Linked DNA regions of Oryctolagus cuniculus: region 1 is linked to region 2. Evidence: chromatin contacts called from public Hi-C data. All regions are on one chromosome and are shown on one strand. Each heading gives the region's core, a stretch centred on a gene start, on an enhancer-like site or on the middle of the called end of the contact. The rest is flanking DNA. Distances are from core to core; before and after follow the strand shown. Region 1 overlaps FBXO43 (F-box protein 43). Region 2 holds the start of COX6C (cytochrome c oxidase subunit 6C).

Region 1 (7,009 bases), core at 3,614-6,113, 190 kb after region 2:
TCCATTTTAGATAACAGCTACCCACATCCTTATTACATTTAACTGGGAACAAGCATTTTTTCTATCTCCTAACAGTTCATAATTCTCTCCCCCACCCCTTCCTCTGTGTGTGTGTGTGTGTGTGTATGCATGTATAACTCTGCCTTTCAAGTAAATATTTTAAAAAGAAGGTAATTTGTTCAATATATTCATTAGGCCATTTCTTTTTTTTTTAAGATTTATTTATTTATTTGAAAATCACAGTTACACAGAGAGAGGAGAGGCAGAGAGAGAGAGAGAGAGGTCTTCTATCCGATGGTTTACTCCCCAATTGGCCGCAATGGCTGGAGCTGCACCAATCCAAAACCAGGACCCAGGAGCTTTCTCTGGGTCTCCCACATGGGTGCAGGGGCCCAAGGACTTGGGCCATCTTCTGCTGCTTTCCCAGGCCACAGCAGAGAGATGGATTGGAATTGGAGCAGCCGGGTCTTGAACTGGTACCCATATGGAATGCTGGCACTTCAGGCCAAGGTGTTAACCCGCTGGTCACAGAAATGATGATATATATACACTATGGAATATCACACAGTGGTTAAAAAAATGAAATCCTGTCATTTGCAACAAAATGGATGCAACTGTAAACCATTATACTTAGTGAAATAAACCAAATACCATATGTTCTCCCCAATCTGTGGTAACTAATAGAGTACCTAAAAGGCAATCAATAGAAGTGAAATTGATACTTTTTGATGCAATGATTTTGAAAAGCCCTTGTCTCAACTGTTGAGGAACAGTGTTTTTCTTTTTTTCCTTCATACTATTTGTTGAACTCTTTATTTACTGCACAATTAATCTTATGAGTATAAACTTAACTGAAAACAGATCTTTATAAAAAATAAGAATAGGAGAGGGAGGAGGAAAAATGGTAGGAGTGCAGTTGGGAGGGAGGGTAGGGTAGGAAGAATCACTGTGTTCCTAAATCTGTAATATGAAATACATGAAGCTTGTATATCTTATATAAAAGGCTTCTAGATGGGATGGGATGGGATGGGAAGGGAAGGGAAGGGAAGGGAAGGGAAGGGAAGGGAAGGGAAAGAAAGGGAAGGAAAAGAAAGGGAAGGGAAAGAAAGGGAAGGGAAAGAAAGGGAAGGGAAAGAAAGGGAAGGAAAAGAAAGGGAAGGGAAGGGAAGGGAAGGGAAGGGAAGGGAAGGGAAGGGAAGGGAAGGGAAGGAAAAGAAAAGGAAAGAGAAAGAAAGAAAGAGAGAATTTGAGCCCCAGAGGATGTTTTTGATCCTCTGTGTGTGAGGTCCATCCCTCAACCCCAGCACTTACAAAAAGCCTGACACCTTGCAGTAAATATTCACTGTGTGTTAAATGAATGAACCAGGGGCCAGTGTTGTGGCACAGCGGGTTAAGCCACTGCCTGCAAGCAGGCATCCCATATGAGTGCAGATTCAAGTTCTGGCTGCTGCTTCTGATCCAGCTTCCTATCAATGCTCCTGGGAAGGCAGTGGAAGATGACTCAAGTGCTTGGGTCCCTGTACCCACTTGGAGACCCAGATGGAGTTCTAGACCCTAGCTTTGGTCTGTACCAACATGGGCCACTGTGGCAATTTGGGGAATGAGCCAGAAGACAGAAGATCTCTCTCTGCCTCTCTAACTCTGCCTTTCAAATAAATCTTTTTTTTTTTTTTTTTTTTTTGACAGGCAGAGTGGACAGTGAGAGAGAGAGACAGAGAGAAAGGTCTTCCTTTGCCGTTGGTTCACCCTCCAGTGGCCGCCGCGGCCGGTGCGCTGCGGCCGGCGCACTGCGCTGATCCGATGGCAGGAGCCAGGTGCTTTTCCTGGTCTCCCATGGGGTGCAGGGCCCAAGCACCTGGGCCATCCTCCACTGCACTCCCTGGCCACAGCAGAGAGCTGGCCTGGAAGAGGGGCAACCGGGACAGAATCCGGCACCCCGACCAGGACTAGAACCCGGTGTGCCGGCGCCGCTAGGCGGAGGATTAGCCTAGTGAGCCGCGGCGCCGGCTTCAAATAAATAAGTCTTTAAAAGAATTTAAAATGAGTAATATTTAAGGAAGAAATGAAGACTATATTATGAAAATTATAAAACATTAGATGGGTCAAAATAAAAGATCTCAATGTTTAAAATTCTTTAATCAGTTATCAGTGATTAGAGAAAAGAAGAAAAAAGCCCAATACAATGAATTTCCTTTTTCCTCATCTGAGGTCAAAACAATCAGCAGTTTGGTTTATTCTCTAACAAGGTGGGAAGCTGCAGTGGGAATGTCGGGCTTATATAGGTGAGGGCCGTATTGCGGTCAGTATGAGCAGAGAGCCAAGACAGAATAGTTGAGGTCCAACAGCCAACATTTAACCCCAGCTTTAAGTTCACTAATGTGGAATAAACATATTTTTAAGCCCGGCTATGTTCTTAGTTTACTTATCTGACAAATTTTTAAAAATGCAGCTAGTAATGGCACTACCCTTGTAGGGTTGCTCTTAATATAAAGGGATGAGATTTACCAGGTACATAATTCCCTGCCTGACCAGGAGAGACGGTGAGTATCTTAATTAAGGTCACTGTCTCGGGTTTCCACAGCCCCTCAGTCGACATTGACAGCATCTCTGCAGGATTAAGCAGTACACTAGGAAGCCTCAGAGCGGGTAAGGAAGAACAGTCCTTGGGATGCCTACACCCTTCTGGAAATAATTCAGGAGCCCTTACCGAGTAACTTGAACGTGAGCATAAAGCATACTCTCTGTCAATACAGGAGAGAGGCAGCCGTGTACATTTCTGTGGCAGCCGAGAAGAAAAGGCTACTCGTGACACTTCCTCATTTTCAACAAAGACACATAAAAAGCTGACCTAGGAGCCCTCTGTCCACCAGTGTTCAGGTGAGCACTTAACCCAGACCAAGGTTAGAAGAGATGACAGGGGAGGTTTCTGCTTGTTCAGTGCTGAGGCCCTAGGCTAACATCAGAGCTGGCCAGGAAGGAAACCATAAAAGCTCTGATGAAGGCTGTGACCACACCGTGCAATGGTGCTCCCTCCAGCTGCCGCCCTGCACCAGAGGTGGGAGGGAGGGCATAGCCCCTGTGACCGGGAGCAGAGTCACACAGGGCAAGCAGCAGGGAAGCAGGTGAGGAGGGAAGAGAGAGAGAGGTGATTATGGGGAGAAGCAGCATTGGCCGAGGTAGGGAGGGATGGAGGAGTGAAAGGGGAGCAGACGAGTGGGGTGATGTCCCCATTTTAGCTTTAAAAAAAAAAACTTGTATTTATTTGAAAGGCAGAGATACATAGAGAAGGAAAGGGGGAGAGAGTGAGCTTCCATCTGTTGGTTCACTCCCCAGATGGCTGCAATGGCAAGGGCTGAGCCAGGCTGAAGCCAGGAGCTTCTTCCAAGTCTCCCACATGGGTGGCAGGAGCCCAAGGACTTGGGCCATCTTCTGCTGCTTTCCCAGGTGCATTAGCAGGGAGCTGCATTGGAAGTAGAGCAGCCAGGACTCGAACCGGCATCCATATGGCATGCTGGCACTGCAGGTGGTGGCTTAATCTTCTACACCACAGTGCTGGGGTGGGGTGTGTGTGGGGGAGTGTCCCCACACCCCCACACGTTAGCTCTTTGAAAAACAGATAAGGGTAATTGAAAGTCCCTATGCCACCAGCTGAAAAAGGAAATAAAACTGAGATTGGCATAGAAGTTGTTTTCATGGGGACAATCAATAATGATTTCAGCCATTCGTGCACATTGTGCATATTATATCATGTGCCAAGGCCCTGTGCTACAGGAGCTAGTAGAAAACAGTTCTGGGGTCGGCACTGTGGCATAGTAGGTAAAGCCATCATCTTCAGGGCCAGCATCCCATGTGGGTGCTGGTTCGAGTCCCGGCTGCTCCTCTTCCAATCCAGCTCTCTGCTATGGCCTGGGAAAGAAGTGGAAGATGACCCAAGTCCTTGGACCCCTGCACCCACATGGGAGACCTGGAAGAAGCTCCTGGGTCCTGGCTTTGGATAGGCTCAGCTCCGGCCCTTGTGGCCATTTTGGGGAATGAACAATAGGATGGAAGACTTCTCTCTCTCTGCCTTTGCCTCTCTGTAACTCTGCCTGTCAAACAAATAAACAAATCTTAAAAAAAAAAAAAAAAAAAAAAAAAAAAAAAAAAAAAAAAGGTAAAAAGAAAATCGTTCTGCCTTTAGGAGTTTGCTTCATGGTGGAAGATAAGAACTTAATGCAAACCAAGGCTTGCCAGAGATACCATAAGGAAGGTATAAATAAACACAAGACCCAGAGAAGGTGGAAATTCTGCCTTGTTGGAGAGTTCAGAAAATGATTCAAGCTAACAAACAAGATTAGCTAGATTTTGTGGGACTTGAATACGGCAAGAGAAGAAGGAAGTGGGAGAAATCCCATGCAGAGTTTAGAAAACAGCAAGGAGAATAGTTTGGCTGTAACAAAGCATACAGAGGGGAGTGGTGAGAGAGACTGATAGGGCCATTAAGAGATCCTAAAACCTGATATATTTTTCGGAAGCAACTGCAGTCAGAACTGCATAGTAGTACCAAGAGCCTGGCAGTGGATCTCTAGGAAACATTTAAATGGGGAGACGTGAGAAGCAAGGAAACCAGCTGGGAGGCAGTCACAGTGATCTCAGGAGGCTGTGCCTAGGACTTCAACAGAGTGTCACCTCTCTGCAGGAACCGAATTGCCCAGGGGAAATCCTCGGTGGGAGGATGACTCCATTCATAACCGCCACGAATCCAAGGCTCCTTCAACTGACCTGGCTCTGCAGCCCGGGAGGAGGCAGCCAGGAGCGCAGGGCCACTGCCAAGTAAACACAGATTGCCCAAGTACCAACCAGGGCCTGCCCGCAGGGCGTTCTGTGAGAAGGCATCTGGGAAAACGGTACATGCTTGCAAGCCAGATGGAGTATTTTCATTAGCACTGAGTAATAGCTATTAGCAAAACTTTATCCCATATACACTTTAAAAATTAAGTCAAGCAACATTTCCCCTCTTTGGCAATGTCGCAGCACATCAAGGTCAAACACGTACAAGCTAAATTTACTTTTTTGAAGAAAAGCCAAAACAACCATAAATGAGTCTTTGGTGCCCCCTTGTGGAATGTTGAGTGCAACCTTTGAAGTCTTTACACGCCTCCATTCAGAAATAATAGTGTGTATTTCCTTCTTTTAAAACCTTTATTTTGAGCTAAAATAAAACAAATCCACAATAAATAAATTTATTTGAATCTAGAATGTTACAGATTAAATTTTAGATATGTTTAGTAAATTTTTGTTATAAATGTATAATACTGCTTTGTGCTATAAATTAAGCAAAGATAATGGAAAAACTCAGGAGAGGTGAACTTCATCTGAGTCTCCTACAAATAACTTATTTTTTGAAATACTTACTTGAAAAGTATGACTTATGCTTATTAACTAAGACCCCCATTAGGAATAACTACATGTGCCACATAGTTTATCTTTTGTGTCGTCTTAGTTTTCAATGTTAAGTAAATTTTACTTAACCAGGAGTCTACCCAAATATGTGAAGACAAGGATCGAAATTATGGAGTGATTTTAATGGGACTTATGAATTCATTCTATTTATGCTTAATCTCAGTCAAGTATTCATCTCCCAAATCCATAAGGCTAAGGTCTCAAAATTTTTAATGTTATTTAGAATATCATTTTCATGATTGAAACACATTTCAGCACATAATGATGAAATGCACAAGTTCAACATGTTACATGAAACAATGAAATACATACATTTGACAACACTGAAAAGTCTTTATTTAAAATACCAAGATGTTAAAATAAATAAAAACGATTTAGTCAAATAAAAAAATTGTAAAACTTAATGATTTAAAATATACAATGACATGGATTAGAATATATACAAAACAGGAAGGAAATCATCATCTGTTATTAATGGGAGGATTGGCATGTGTTTAAAATAGTCATAATTTCAAGTAAGAAATGCATCAGGGGGAGTGCTTCTTTTCCACTTAGTCTCTTTAGAGGCGTTTTAAATTCCGCTTACTCTGGGCACTTCCTGGGACAGCGTCTTTTCTACTTCTTGCCTTTGTTGTTCCTCTACTACATTCTTCAGACCCATGATAAGCACACAGACACAACACACAAAAGTCAAAACCACAGGCCATGCGGCTACACAGCCCCCTTTTCTTATACGGCTGGTACTTAGCAGGGGACTGGCACCGTGGGCAAGGTTTTAATGCTTCGTCAATAAAAAGTGTTTTGGCAACCTGCGGTAAAAGCACACACACTAAATGCTCCGGGCTCACAGGTAGAGGCACTTTATTTCTGTCAATGTTTACTTCTGATAACTTAGGACAAATACTCACCTTAACATATTCCTCCTGCTTACTACTGGTGTGAACAACGGAGGAGCTTGCTATGGGTGTCAAGACTTCTCCCCAAGGAGACAATGTTGGAACTTGCTCTTGCTGAGAACCGGGAGTCCTAGCCTGTGCTTGCACTGATCTTAAAGCTGAGCGGTTTACAAGATGAAGCCGCGTGGCAGCATCCTCCACATTTAACACAGCCCCCTGTGGTAGAAGTCGAGAGTCAACACTGGAACATCAAAACATTCCAGAATGGCTTTGCAGTGCACATAGATTGAAGTGGAAACGATTTTATATCACCAGAATTTTCTCCTTTGACTATTCCTTTTTAGAAAAACAAAGCCAAAAACATTTTCTCACCAAACATGAAAAAGTCTAAGAAATATAAAAATAAAAAAATTAAAACTATAAATTCTAGCTTTACGTTTGCATGATCAGTATTTCTCCATTTATTTCAAGGCTTGGTTCAGCAAACTTTTCCTGAAAAGGGCCCAAGGTAAGTGTTCTGGATTTTTCAGGCCATATAGCTACGCTATTCAACTTTTGCAGTTAGAGAGAAAACAGCTATAGACAAAGCATAAAATAAGGAGTGAGGATGTGTTCCAATAAAATTTACTTTAAAAACATGGATGATATCAAAAAGATTTCTGTGCTTGCCT
Region 2 (7,196 bases), core at 2,399-4,898:
GTTTTCCAGATTATTGGAAATTTAGTAACTGAAGACAAGGTAAATAATAAAATGTTTGTGTCAACCTTTTATTGTGAACCCCACATTTCTTCTGACAAAGGGTGAAAGAGGTGACAAAGCAAAGGAAAAACAGTTTCATAGAAATATACCTTAGCTAGAACAGATTATACCTTTTTCTGGGTGTGTTTTGTGGGAGAGGGGTACAGACCGGCAAATGCCAGAGGATGAGACTCAAAAAGATCAAAGAGAGAAAAGGGCAGCCTTCCCTATAGCAAAGCCTAAATATGCCACTCATGAGGTACAATGAAATATTCTGATTCAGTTTACAACACAATATGAATTTCAGAGGAGTCTGAAATTGACTTGGTAACTATTTGCCACCTGTGAAAGGCACAAGAAACTTTCCATCTGCAAGAAGACTTTGGGGTAATTTATACCACAACATAGGAGAGCTTGTGTAAGTCCTCAGACTAGACACTGACCTGACCTACAAATAATCATGATGGCTACTAATCACTTCCAGAGAAATAAACTCCTGAACCTGCAAAGTCTATAGCATCATCAAGGAAAAGGATGGGAGGAAAGGGTTATGTTCATTTTTTTATTCTTTGAGGGCTCTGTATAAGGCAGAGGTCAATGGAAAAGAGAACAAATATAGATTCAAGAAAGAAATGGAGACCTTAAGCGACTTGATCAAGGAAGGGAGCCAACGTTATAGCACAGCAGGTTAAGTCACTGTTCAAGTAGCAGCTGCTCCACTTCCAACCTTGCTAATGCCCCTGGGAGAGCAGCAGCAAATTGCCCACGGGTCCGGCGCTATGGTTTAACAGGTAAAGCCGCCACCTGCAGTGCCAGCATCCCATAAGGGCGCCAGGTCAAGTCCTGGCTGCTCCACTTCTGATCTATCTCTCTGCTGTGGCCTGGGAAAGCAGTGGAAGATGGCCCAAGTCCTTGGGCCCCTGCACCTGTGCAGGAGATCTGGAGAAACCTCCTGGCTCCTGATTGACACAGCTCTGGCCGTTGTGGCCAACTGGGAAGTGAACCAGAGGATAGAAAACAAATCTTAAAAAAAAAAAAAAAAAAAAATATTGCCCAAGTGCTTGGGCCCCTGTACCCGTGTGGGAGACTTGGATGGAACTCCAGGCTCCTTGCTCCAACCTGGCCCAACTCTGAATCAGCACATACAAGATCTGGGGGGTGTGGGGTATGTGTATGTATGTGTGTGTGTGTGTGTATGTGTGTGTCTCCTTGTCATCCTGCCTTTCAAGTAAATAAAAAAGCCTTTAAAAAATCTAGGAAGAAACTAGCTGGCAGGCGGCTCAAGCAGATTCAATCTGCTTGCCATTATATGGAAAAATTTTAGTCTCCACAAAACACTGCTTAGTGAATTTCAACTTACGATTTGTTATCCAAATTCAAATCTCATCCCACATATAAAAACCAGTAAAGAGGGCAGGTGTTGTGGTGTAGCAGGATAAGTTGCCACTTAGGATAGCCACATTCCATATGGGAGATCTTGGAATTACGTTCTACCTCTGCTTCCAACCCTTCTTCCTGCTAATGTACCAGGGAGGGAGCAAATGATGGCTCAAGTACCTGGGTTCCTGCCATGGTCGTGGAAGACCCAGACTGGATTTTCTGGCTCCTGACTCTAGCCTGTCCCTGCCCTCTAACTCTGCCTTTCAAATAAATGATCTTTAAAAACAAAAGAAACAGAAAATTATTAAGTAGGAACAGTTACAAGACAGACCTGAAATCTCTCATGAGCCATTAATGACAAGATGGTGATAAACATATATAGTATCATAAACTTTTGTAGCAATCAGTCATAAACATAACGGCTGGCTGATGCCTGCAGTGCCAGCATCCCATATGGGCACCAGTTCCTGTCCTGATTGCTCCACTTCCAATCCAGCTCTCTGCTGTGACTTGGGAAAGCAGTAGAAGATGGCCCAAGTGCTTGGGCCCCTGCACGCACGTGGGGGACCTGGAGGAAGCTCCTGGCCTCGAATCGGCCCAGCTCTGGCTGTTGCGGCCATTTGGGGAGTGAGCCAGAGAATGGAAGACCTCTCTCTCTGTGTCTCTGCCTCTCTGTAACTACCTTTCAAATAAATAAGTAAAAAAAATTTTTTTTAAAAAGGCATAACTTTCAATCCATAGGTGGCACAGTATGAAGGTGCCATTCTGTGCTCATTCCTCCCAATCCCATTCAGAACTGCCTTCCCCATTCCTCTACCATGGGCTAGACTGCGTTCTTTCAAAATTCCTGTGTTTAGGCCTTACCTCCCAGTACCTCAGAACCCAGCCATATGAGGAAACAGGTTTTCAGAGAGGTAAGTCACTAGAAATAGATCGTACCTTATACAGAGCTGCAACGCTCAAGGACACAGCAAAGGCTCCAACGATATGAAAGCGCAGGCGTTTGGCCAGAAGGCCCCGCATCTGAGGTTTCGCCAAAGCACTGGGCGCCATGCTAGTTCTTGTCCTTCGTAGGTCAAAGGAAAGAAAACCTTAGGACCAACACGGTACTGAGGGGACTCCTAAGCATGATGCCTGTCTGACCTTCGAGAGACGCTCAGGACCACAGGCCACTGACTCCGCCCACAAAGCCCAGAGTGGCCCGGCTCGGCCTCCATCTTTTCCGTCCCCCAGCCCATACAATGAACCACCACCCAACTGAAGGCCAAACAGCTGCAGCACACCTTTCAAGGGGAGCCACGCCCGTCGCCAATGAGCAAAAACTCCAAGAATCTCCCCCAGCCGTAGGAGAGAGACGCAGGCGCTGTAGGCTGCAGCGTGCCCGTGCAAACTTCTTTACAGCCCTCCTCTAAACCTTTTCTACATCCCGCCGCCAACCCTGTGAGCTACGGGTGCGGGGGTTTCCAAGCTCACACAGCCAATGATCAAAACTCCGACCGGAACCCGGCAGTTGCCTCGAGGGCCCTAACTGTCCAGCCGGGGACAGTCCCTGCGGACCTTCGGCCACCGGGGGAGACCGCGCGGGAGGGTGCAGGTGAAACCGATCTGCCTGCCTACATCACAGGGAGGCTGCGGAAGCCCACCTGCGACGGGCCAGGCGCCCCTCCCCAGCTCCAGGCCAAACGCGGCAGCCAGCGGGCCCCGACCGAGCGCCGACACTGCGGGCAGACCCGTAAGCCTCTCCACCCGCGAAACACCGGGACGGGCAGGGCAAATGACCTAACCAAGGTCACAGACTACAGAGGGAGCTGGATGCCGGCCGGCTGACTCCGAAGCCTGCAGGTTCCTCGGGGCCCCTGCGCCCAACTCGGGCTTCCGTGAGACCGCCTCAGCCCACCCGGTCCGGCGCCCGCAGCCCTCCGCCCTCCGCCCTCCGGAGGTCGCCGAGGGGCGAGCGGAGGTCGACGCGGATGAGAGGTCCCAGGCTCCACCGCGACGGAGCTGCGGAGCCGCGACTCAACTCCGAGGCAGAGAGAACGGCAGACAGCAGGTCTGAGGACCGAAACGCTGAAAGAGACAGCGACCAGACTCACCTCCACACCAACGTCCTTCCCGGTTGCTAGAGAAATGGACGACACGCCGGTACTGCGCAGGCGCATAAGGGAATTCGCGAAGAGGATCCGGCGACGGTAGCCGAAGGAGTCCAAACCTAGCGCGATTCCGGTCGTTCTCGTTCTCAAGTGAAGTTCATCAGCTTGTTCGGTTTCTTGTGTGATCTAAGAAAAAGAGGACTTGACTTCCTAAAACAGATTACTTAGTGAATTGGAAGTATTAATCTTTCTAATAACAGGGTTATGAAATTACTAGGGAATTAAGAAATATTTAATATGTGAAAAAAAGTTAATGTACTCTTAGAAATGCACCAGCAATCATCCTGGGCCCAAGAATTGCCGAAAGTATGTGCACAAATGAGCGGGTTTTTGTTTGTTTTTAAGATTTATTTACTTATTTGAAAAACAGGGTTCCATCTGCTTCCCAAATAACTGCAAAAGCCAGAGCTGAGCCAGATGGAAGCCAGGAGCTTCTTCCGGGTCTCCCACGCAGGTGCAGGGCCCCAAAGACTGCTCTCTCAGGCACACTAGCAGGGAGCTGGATGGGAAGTGGAGAAGCTGGGGCAAGAACTGGCACCCGTATGGGATGCCAGCATTGCAGGAGGCGGCTTTACCCACTATGCCACAAACCAGCATTTTCATTCTAGCCACTGTTACTCAAATAGCCATTTGGTTTGTACAAACGGTGAATAAGCTGTCTTCTAGGAGCTCACGTCTAGCAGACTGAGACAGACACAAAGAGGTTATTACCAATCCCTTGCAGCGGGCACTCCACAGAGATGTGACCCAGCCACTGCAGAAGCAGTTATCCGCCTAACACAGCTGAGCAAGTTTTGGTTGGAAGGGCTGAGGCTTTTATTAAAAGACAAATTTGCAGGAAGGCAAATGAAAATTTGTAGAAAGTGGGGTAGGAGGCCAAGGCTCATGTGCCTCAGGGATATCAGGCTCAGCTTTTATTGAAATTACCTAGATTTGCAAGGCATTAAGTCAATTTAGCAAGCACTGCAGAAGATAGAATTGGGACATAAAGGACACACGACACAGATTCAACGAAGATTGATTAAGTGACTTCGATGTGCCAGGAACAGATCTGCCAGGAGGGGTATTCTTTTCAGGTAGTCTCTGTCTTCAACTTAACAGACACTCTGGGGGAGTCCAACCTTTCAGACACACAGAAGAGTGCTGAGTCATTAGTGGGTTTGGACCTCAAGAATATTTTTTCAGGCCTCGTATCAAGGGCTTACCTAGCTGAAAGTTTACAAGGAATTTGTCCAGGTGGAAGATACTGTGTTCCCACTCTCTCTCCACCCCCCACACACATCACTGGCCTAGAGAACAAGTAGTAAATTTCAGAGTTAACCACGATTAGTTTGTATTGAAACCATCAGGGAAGATATGGAAAACATGGAAGCAGAGCTGCATCTCAGTCTAATGGAAAAGTGGAGAAATCTGAGACAACACAGTCAGGGCACACAGCCTGATGTATTAGTCTGCTTTTGTTCCTACAACTGAAATACCCAAGAGAAGCTTCTTAGGAGAGAAAAAGTTTATTTCAGCTTACAGTTTAGAGCTTACATTTCAGGATCAAGTGGCCCCATGGTCTGTGCCCCTTGGAAGCTCATCATCACTGGTGCAGAGGAACGACTGCATGGTAACCCAGCAATCAGAGAACAAGCAGGCCAAACCTGAACTCAAGTCAATCTTCTAGAGACAACTTCTCTCCCAGACTACATGACCTAAACACTCCCCACCAGATCCACCTCTCAGGTGCCATCATTAGATCAAGTCTCCACCCTGAATCCACTAAGACATTAAAGTTTAAACATCTGTGTGGGTTTGGGGAGACAAGTCCTGCTCAACCTACAGCACCTGGCCTGGATGTGGTACTGAGTGGTTGTTTACGAACAGTAGTTAGGGAAACCTGGATCCATCCAGTCACAGTGAGCACAGAGAATGACGGAAGGTGGCAGGTGACTGGACCCTGCATGATAGAGGTGAGCAGAGAGCCGGTTGCTATGCAGTAGTTCTGTTCTGGAGCCTAATAGGCCTGGATTTGAGTCCAGCTCACTATCTCCTACCTGGCAAATTTCCTTTAAAAAAAAAAAAGATTTATTTTAAAGTAGAGCATCAGGAAAAGTAAGGGGGGTAAAGAGAAACATCCTCCACCCACTGATTCACTCCTCAAATGGCAGCAACATTCAGGGCCAGGCCAGGCCAAAGCCAGGAGCCAGGAACTCCATCTGGATCTCTGGCATGGGCGACAGGGGCCCAACATCTGACCTGTCATCCACCACCTTCCCAGCTTCACTGGCAGGAAGCCGGATAGAAAGCAGAGCAACTGGAATTCAAACCAGAACTCTGACATAGAATGCTGGAGTCACAAGTGAAAGTTTAACCTGTTGTGCCACAATGCCAGCTCCTATTGGTAGATTTCTTAATCTTTGTAAATCTGCTTTACCCTCTAAAATGGTACCCTCTTTGTTGGGTTGCAGTGCAAATTAAATGGGATAATGCATGTATGGTGTTTGATAAATAGATGCTCTGAATATGCATTCCTCATTCTGTCCTTTTAGCCAGCCCCGCCTGCCTGCCTGCCTGCCTGCCTGCCCTCCTTCTCTCCTTCCTTCCTTATCTCTTTCTTGTCGTAGCAGTACCTGATTGTCTTCCCAGGAATCAACCCTTCCTCACTTCCAACACTGGATTCTAGAAGAGTCAAACCCTATTCCAATTGGACATATGACTCAGAAGTGGCTACACAGTGTAGCCCATCCCTCTGGCCACAGTAGTTTATTGAAGATGAGCATGGGACTCTGGTCAATGAAACTTAGTTCTAAAAGTTTTGCTCAAAATACTGGGGGAGGCCGGCACCGTGGCTCACTTGGCTAATCCTCCGCCTGCAGCGCTGGCACCCCAGGTTCTAGTCCTGGTTGGGGCGCCGGGTACTAGTCCCGGTTGCTCCTCTTCCAGTCCAGCTCTGCTGTGGCCCAGGAAGGCAGAGGAGGATGGCCCAAGTGCTTGGGCCCTGCACCCGCATGGGAGACCAGGAGGAAATACCCGGTTCCTGGCTTTGGATCAACGTAGCGCTGGCCATAGCGGCCCTTAGGGGAGTTAACCAACAGAAGGAACACCTTTCTCTCTGTCTCTATCTCACTGTCTATAACTCTCTCTCTGTCTCTCTCTCTCTCTCTCTACCTGGCCAAAAAAAAAAAAAAAAAAAAAACTGGGGGAAAAGATTCTCTCATCAAGACAGGGGATGGGGGACAGTGTTGGGTGATGACATAGGCGTCTTTTTTTTTTTTTTAAAGATTTATTCATTTATTTGTGAGGTAGAGTTACAGATAGAGAGAGGGAGAGACAGAGAGAGAAAGAGTGGTCTTCCATCCATTGGTTCACTCCCCAAAGGGCCTCAATAGCCAGAGCTGGGCTGATCTGAAGCCAGGAGCCAGAACCTTCTTCTGGGTCTCCCACGTGGGTGCAGGGACCCAAACCCTGGGGCCATCTTCCACTGCTTTCCCATGCCATAAGCAGAGAGCTGGATCGGAAGAGGAGCAGCCTGGACACAAACTAGCACCCATATGGTATGCTGGCATCCCACGTAGAGGCTTAGCCTGCTACACCACAGCACTGGCCCTGGGAGGTAGGAGTCCTGCAGATCTTTGAGAGTAT

What was found. A called contact is a pair of places that touch in the nucleus more often than the background predicts.
Region 1: a contact with region 2 is called in a Hi-C map of an unstated tissue, with 5 times the contacts expected there. The contact joins the enhancer-like site here to the promoter of COX6C in region 2. A contact is called at or near these places in 2 of 6 Hi-C or Micro-C datasets (ear pinna and an unstated tissue).

The regions. Positions count from the first base shown.
Region 1 is chr6:125,558,583-125,565,591 of mOryCun1.1, forward strand. It overlaps FBXO43 (F-box protein 43), which reads right to left. Exons shown (of 5, transcript XM_002710712.5): 4 at 6,351-6,554; 5 at 5,756-6,251. The coding sequence ends at 6,003. It also overlaps LOC108176523. Among named protein-coding and RNA genes, the nearest start is that of RGS22, 9.7 kb to the left of the region's middle. Within about 2 kb of position 4,864, at least 1 of the 8 cell types and tissues checked has an H3K27ac peak or open chromatin away from gene starts, as enhancers often do.
Region 2 is chr6:125,367,520-125,374,715 of mOryCun1.1, forward strand. COX6C (cytochrome c oxidase subunit 6C) reads right to left here and starts at 3,649. Exons shown (of 4, transcript XM_002710711.5): 1 at 3,513-3,649; 2 at 2,359-2,485. The coding sequence starts at 2,472.